Linked DNA regions of Sparus aurata: region 1 is linked to region 2. A link is a contact called in public Hi-C data. All regions are on one chromosome and are shown on one strand. The core of a region is the stretch at or near the end of the contact, and the rest is flanking DNA. Distances in the headings are between cores, read along the strand shown. Region 1 holds the start of glipr2l (GLI pathogenesis-related 2, like). Region 2 holds the start of LOC115567572 (probable assembly chaperone of rpl4).

Region 1 (3,478 bases), core at 20-2,519, 220 kb before region 2:
GGTATATTATTTCATTTGACAGGCGAGGCTGGAGCTGTCACTGTTATCCAGAGCCGTCAGAGAGTGACTGGTTTGGGTAGTCCTCGCTAATTAGGTTTCTAATTTGATTTGCATGTGCATTCACCCACCGGCTGGCCTCTCTGCTCAACTTGCTGCTCAGCTTCAGCGGAGGAGCCTGGTGCCTTCTCCTGAACTCATTATGGTACTGAAGCACCTCCTCAGCAAACTGCTTCGAGGCTGAGACAGACAGAGAGGACAGACAGAGACAGGGGGGGTTGGAATCCTGACAAGGAAGACGTAATGATGCAACACGAGGATTCATGCATGACTGCACAGGAAAAGCTCGAGCTGAGGAGTGAGTAAGAGCCCAGCACCTGAGGACTGACTGACCTCAGACACCGAGCACAACTCGATGCCAGATGATCGAGTGGACAACGTCATCCACATCACCCACATCTGCCCGGTGCCTATCACTCACTGGCCTTTTCGAGTGCCCACACAATAGGCACATTGAAACAGCCACACACAAACAATACAATTACCAATGCTGCCTGACAGCCTGCTTCTACTGGACATGCTGCAGGATAATCTTAGCTAAGGATCAGTAATAGCTGTTAGAGTAGAGGGAAAGAAATTAGCAATTTTCTTTTGCAATTTCTTTATATCCAACCTCTTACCGAGAGCAAAACTCACAAACACATGCAGTAAACAAGCAAACACACACACACACACGCACACACATACACATACACATACACACACACAAACACACACCCTTTTCGTAGGGGCAAAGTTCTAACTCAGGCCAAATTGATACAATCAAAGCTAAACTCCTCAGGGTGCAGTTTCCACTTACCTGACTTTCCCATGCTGCTGACTCAGGAAGCCTTCAGTAAGATCAGTAGCACACTGAACGAAAGCAGCCTCTCCTCTGTCTCTGTTCTCTGTCCCTGCCCTCTCTCCTTGCTGCCTGCGCTCTCTCCCTCGCCTTCCTTTAGTGCCGTCTAGCTAACGCTGATGCTTGCAAACAGCTGCTAATGCCTTTATTTCCTTCCAATTTCTTGAAATTCCACCTTGAGCTTGCAGCAGTTGTGCGGAGTTCCCCTTTAACTATTTGTCTGCGTGTATTGATCATTACACAACATGCCTCTTCCTTAAGTTTTGTCTCATTTCATTTGACTAAACCTGTCTGTCTGCCCTGCTATCTACATGCTGTGTGTCTATCTCAATGGCTCAGAGGAGCACACACCCACTCTGTGTGCCTTTACTTTCCCACTAATGAAAGGGGAGCCCCAGCAGTCATTGGTGACATCATCTCTATGAGACACATGCCCTTATATGGCTCTGAGATTCTTGTATACTCTAACTTGGTTGTAATGATGCAGCATTTTGGCACTTGACAGCAGCGGACTCCGAGCGCATGCTGTCCCGGATATTCAATTCTAATTCTGAGCTGACACGTCTCACTTTTCAAAGCTGTCCTTTCACTTTCACTAGAGCGGGTCATGTGCTTCAGTCATATAACACCTCACAGGGGGCTTCTAACCTCCAACTTTCAGTTTCCTCTCTAACCTCTGGATCAATAAGTTACCTCCAATACACCCAATTGTAAATGAGTGATTCCTTTGCCTCCATGCCTGGATGAAAATGCAATGATTGAACCATTTGCCTGCTGCAGCTGACACACAAAGAGAGGCAGCCTCTCAATTCATCATGCTGCGGAACAGGTTACTTCTATTTATTTTTCTCTCTATGAGGTATGCTACCCTCTGCGCTTTAATGGTATTTCCGAACTGGGATATTTATCATTTCAACAAAAATAAATGACACCTGCTTTAACAAAGGGCTGGAACAGCTTGCAACAAAAGCTTTAAATGGATTGCCTCATTTTTTTTTACGGTGCATCTCATAACTCAGCTTTTGAGACTGTCTCTCCACTTCTTGTACAGGCCACAGCTTGTATAAGGAGTGCATACTTAGAAAAATGTCCTTTTCTCACACCATCTAAGTCAATCATGCTCTGATGAAGTTGCTAAATGTGTAGCAGTAGAATGCTGAAGCTTGACTGCCGATCTACCAGACTTTTCCCACACTTTGTTACGCTTGAGCAAGTCAGTGTATTTGCAGACTCAAACGAAATCCAACCCCCAAAAGGTTGGGATTCATCATGGCCTCCATCCTCGCATATTAACGACGGGCCTTTTCAAGGACACCCTTTTCATTCATTATAATACTAGCACCAATTTGCCACTTTAAAGTTTGTTTACAGGCCTTCGGGAGTCTTACTGCATATGTGAAAACAGTATAATGCTGCCTTTTGTGGTTCCAGAGGAAGCTGCATGTAATCTGATACATTTTCCTCCAGCAATGGCACTCAGTGGCTAAAATGGATCGTGGGTAATGTAGACACCACATTTTGAAAAGCAGTCCACTGGATCTCCTCTAACACTATTGTAAAACAAAGTATCAAATCGATCCAGCAAACCACGGATATAACATTTTTTTATTCCACACATTCTTCTTCCTTTTCAAAACCTGGTGCCTACATTACCCACAATGCAGCTTAGTCACTCAGTGACATCACTGGAGGCAATTTACCAGATTACATACAGCTTCCGCTGGAGCCACAAAAGGCTTTATACTACTTTTCATCACATATGCAGTTGTGCTCTCCTGGAAGAACTGTAAACACAATTTAATGTGGAAAATTGGTGAAGTTGTCCTTTAATCAGTTTACCTGTGGGACGTTACAAACAGGTGTTTTCTGAGCTCCACAACTTTCCCAGTCTTTTGTTGCTCCTGACCCAACTTGTTTGAAAAGTGTTGCCATCATCAAATTCAGTATTCAGTAAACATACATTTACAAAAATCAATGACCTGTTTGAGGTAAAACATTAAAGCAAAAATTATTTAACTATTTCTCCTGAAATAACACCCTCGAAATCAATTTGATGCAACAGTGAATTGTAATAGGGTGAATGGTGTCTCTTTCCCAGCATCAGTCTTCACTGATTTTGGTTTAAGGGGACGATAGCTTATAGAGAAAAAGCCCTTTGGTTTTCCTGTGATGTCCCCCGGCTATTCTTCCTCACCCTTCTGTGATTTACAGAGTTTCCTGAAAGCAACCTGTAACTGCTGAGTACCTTAGCTCCAAGTTAGCTCTGTTAGCTGACTCTCAGAGCTCTGCCGGGCAGTGTATGTGTTCACACCGCTGTTACAGCAGCTTTGGACTAGCCTGTCTCAGCGGCCTCAAACGACCTCATGACAGCGGTAAAGAGACCAAAGAGGACGCTGATGAACGAGACTAAGGAGAGAAAAATAGACGGTTACCAAGACAGAGGCTAGAGACTGGAGACTCGGAGTGGCTTTTTTGTCGTTCTTTTTTCTGCACAACAGACACTGAGATGGACGCTGTTGCTGTTGACTGTGTGCTAAGTAACGTGTTGTGATTTTCTACTTGCTTGATGTTTCATTGTGT
Region 2 (3,826 bases), core at 324-2,823:
TGATGGGGCTTCAGAATAGAAACATTTGTAAACAGAGAATTGCCACTTGACTTCTAGTTAGTTTACATTCTTAGTATAAAATATGGGTTGTGACAGGCATGTAATGAGGTGCTCTCTGACAACCTGACCTTTATGTGTGATTAGTTTCATTGGTATAGACTAAAAGAATAGTCATAATTTGTGTACGATTAAGGAGACACCGCGAGAATGTCCACTACTATTGATTAGATAGATAGATAGATAGATAGATAGATAGATAGATAGATAGATAGATAGATAGATAGATAGACAGATAGATAGATAGATAGATAAACCAACAGCCCCCTCTGGTGAGGATGCAGAAGATTACACTTTCATTAACAGCTAGGCGGAATCAAATTTCTAGAAGTTGATGTAGAGTTTATAACTATCTAAACCATAAACTGAATCTGTGTGTGTGTGTGTGTGTGTGTGTGTGTGTGTGCTCACTGTGGTCTGTGATTGTTTCTCCAGTGCAGAAAGCAGGACTTGTATTCCTTTAGTGTAGTAGTCCACAGCCTCCTGACCTGTGTGGATTTGTCCCAGGTACATGTATTTACTGTGGCCTTCATCTGGGCTCAGCTCAACTGCACGCAGAAAAGCTTAAAGAGAATCGGTCAAGGAGGAAACAACCATTAAACAGCATGGAAATATGAAAGGGTTTAAATTAAATGAACTGAATTACTGACAAAATACAAAACAAGAAAAGGGGGTCTGAATAAAGGATATTTCCTTGGCTTTCTGTGTGTTTCCTAGTTCAGAGCAGATGTGTCCCAGCATGTCCAGAGCTTGCAGGTTGTCGGACTCCACATCCAGAGCTCGTTGGCAGAAAAGACCAGCCATCTCAAAGTCAAAAGTGTCCATGCATTCCTCTGTCTGTGCAGCAGAAGATCACGTGGGACAACAAACACACAGTAGATGATCAGAATTAAAACATATATATAATATTTTCATATGCATGACATTTCTGGATCGTGATCTTCGTTATGGATAAATCTGGTCAATGTTACCTTTTCTAGTAGTTGTTGCACAGAGTACTTCTCAGCTGTCTTCTTCTTGGCTTTCTCGTGCATTCTTACTTTCATTCTTTCCTGGGGTGTCAATCCAACAATACCTGATTCTTACGTGATCAGAGCAATTCAGAGTCATGGTTAGTTTCCTCTTGCCAGTTGAAAGCAACGTGAAACAGCGTTAATTTTGACTAACTGTTGTCTAAAAGATTGACGTTACATACTGTAAATAACTAGCAAAATGTTGAGCCACTGGAGAAACTTACCTCTGTTTGGGCGGTTGTCTTTCTTCTTCGGCTTGCTTTTCTTTTTGCCCTTTGCCTGTCCTCCCATAGTGCTGAAATATACTTCTTATAACTCAAATTTCTGTCTTCAAAACAGACTTTTCCCAAAGTGTGAATGTTACACACGCGTGTAGGCAAGTGTAGTTGAGCTGAAAAGGATGTACTGCGCATGCTCAAAATAATGACTGGGTGGATGCTACGGAAAGTGGTAGTGGACAAAACATTGACGGTACTAAAATAACCTTTACTTTCCAATAAAACACCGGAAATTTTACATTTAAACGGTCCGGCTTCGTTATCCATTGCGTTTTAAATGTATGCTTTCACACTAAAGGAACTATAAAGCTCCACGGGTTATAATTTATTTCTTCAAGGTGCTGATAACTTAAGGCGGGCTTTAAATTAATTAAACGGTTCTGTTTGTGGGCGGGTGCTTCTGTTGATTGACAGGCCTGCGGACCATTCAGATAACGCGTTAAAGCTGTACCCCTTGACGCATCTGGAACTTTCTGGATTTCAACCAATGGGCACTCACGTAAAATGTATGGCAGTTTTTTTTCCTCTTTTCTTTTTTTCACAATTCTCTTGTAAATAAACGAATGACAGAGACGCTGGTGATAGTGAAATTGCTGCCACAATATCAAATCAACACGGAATCCAATTACTCTACTGTCTATTAAGGTAATTAAGCTTGTATGTTATCTAACCAGTGACAAAGAGTATGAACTCATACGACAGTTATCGACATCGCTGTGCTGCGAGAAGTAATTGAATGACAAAGCAATGAAAGATTAGCTGCTAGTAGTAAAGCTAATGCTAACTGCTGACATTATCAAGCCAACTCAGCTCTTTACACCTACCTTTGATACGGTTTTTGACAACAAGGTATCAGCGCCGCAAAAAACATAGCTACCTGTTATCCTGCTGTCAGTACTTTTACTGCAGCAAACTGTTATTGACGTTAACGGCTAGCTTTATACGAGCTAGTTTTTCGCATTACATTGGTGTATAAACTAGCTAACGTTATGTCGCGCCATTGTCGCCTTAGATGAAAAGTCGTGCTATCTTGTAGATAGTAACATTAACTGATGTTTCTGTCCCTTTACTTTGCAGGCTATTGTGACAACGTTAATGTCATTCCTACCCGCCAGTTTGCTGCCAGCCAGTAGAGTCAGACTGTATCGTGCCACACAGGTAGCTTGTGGCCAATGCCACAGGCTCGACCTGGCCAGAGAAGTGGACTATAAACCGCGGAAAGAGCTGGCAAGTTAGCCTCAACGGAGCTGTCTTGTCCCCTCGTGGCTGTTGGACTATAGAAGGAGTGGCCGTGGATCCACCGACAGGAAAAGTTGTCATGTCGGAGCTAAATAAAGAGGTGGTGGATTTGGTTTGGGGGAGACCCTCCAGTGGTGGAGTGTCTGCCTCTATCTTCCGTAGATGGACCCAAGGTAATGGTGTTTTGTCTCAGTGTGATGATGTGAATGAACAGAGAAGATATAATATATGTTACAGAGATTTTGACCTATGTGCAGTGGAGAGCCAAGTGTATTCAGATTTCAACAGTAGTTTTTTGCTCATCCTCTTTAACTGAAGGTCAAACCCTTCTGTTGGACATGTGATTGGTGTGAATACTGTACATATTCATTTCTGCTCTAGAGTTTATCCTTTATTCACTCTGACCTTGGAAATGACCAGTGCATGCACTCTGTTGACCCAACATTTCACTTTATCCTCATTACAGGATTTGTTTTCAGTGAGAATGAGCACACAGCACTGGAGCAGTTTGAAGGAGGCCCGTGTGCTGTCATCGCACCTGTCCAGGTATGGTTGAATTTAAAACTCCTTGCTATAGGTGCAAAGTCTCAATTTGCAGCATTCTCCCTAAGTACTGGGCCCTCACAGACCTCCACCAGAGCATTAGGTGGAAGTACTTAAAATTGTATGGTAAATAATGGGGCAATTTAGTCTGCATCACTCTACAGCGTGCACCTTTTATAGGGTCACTGGGGGATTTTAGAGTGAGTCTTCTTTTATACTTGACTTATATATGCGTCATCGTTTGAGTCTTGCATGTATATGAATTGTTGGTTAACTGACAGAACAAAAGGGTCAATCATATATTCATAAGATCAAAGTCTTCACTGTGAGGGTGGACTATGGACAAACAATATGTAGTAAGTGTAGCATATTGGACCATGAAATATTTTATTGCAAATTTTGAGACCGAGTTTGTTTTTCTTTGCAGGCTTTCCTCTTAAAGAACATCCTCTTCAGCAGAGAAAGTTCCAACTGGAGACAGATGTCAGGTAGATTGTCCCGCAAAAAATCCAAACCATCGTTTTTATACTGTTGTATGCCCTGCATTCAAGAGTGGATGGTGCCTTGTAAAGCTTTGGAGCTTTTGTTCTATTTGTACCATAAAAAGATTTGAAGCTTAGGGGCTTCAAACTCAGCAAACACAGTGACATCTGGTGGCTTGTAAAACTTATGGCAGCACTTTAAGACTGTGGCTGA

What was found. Hi-C and Micro-C count contacts between places; a contact is called where the count stands out from the background.
Region 1: a contact with region 2 is called in a Hi-C map of skeletal muscle, with 4 times the contacts expected there. The contact joins the promoter of glipr2l here to the promoter of LOC115567572 in region 2. A contact is called at or near these places in 2 of 2 Hi-C or Micro-C datasets (skeletal muscle and an unstated tissue).

The regions. Positions count from the first base shown.
Region 1 is chr17:20,952,861-20,956,338 of fSpaAur1.1, reverse strand. It overlaps glipr2l (GLI pathogenesis-related 2, like), which reads right to left and starts at 1,269. Exons shown (of 5, transcript XM_030392463.1): 1 at 857-1,269; 2 at 129-237. The coding sequence starts at 869.
Region 2 is chr17:20,730,946-20,734,771 of fSpaAur1.1, reverse strand. It overlaps LOC115567572 (probable assembly chaperone of rpl4), which reads right to left and starts at 1,573. Exons shown (of 11, transcript XM_030394290.1): 1 at 1,295-1,573; 2 at 1,029-1,138; 3 at 748-894; 4 at 469-621. The coding sequence starts at 1,361. It overlaps mindy3 (MINDY lysine 48 deubiquitinase 3), which reads left to right and starts at 1,838. Exons shown (of 16, transcript XM_030394287.1): 1 at 1,838-1,993; 2 at 2,426-2,760; 3 at 3,054-3,133; 4 at 3,558-3,618. The coding sequence starts at 2,667.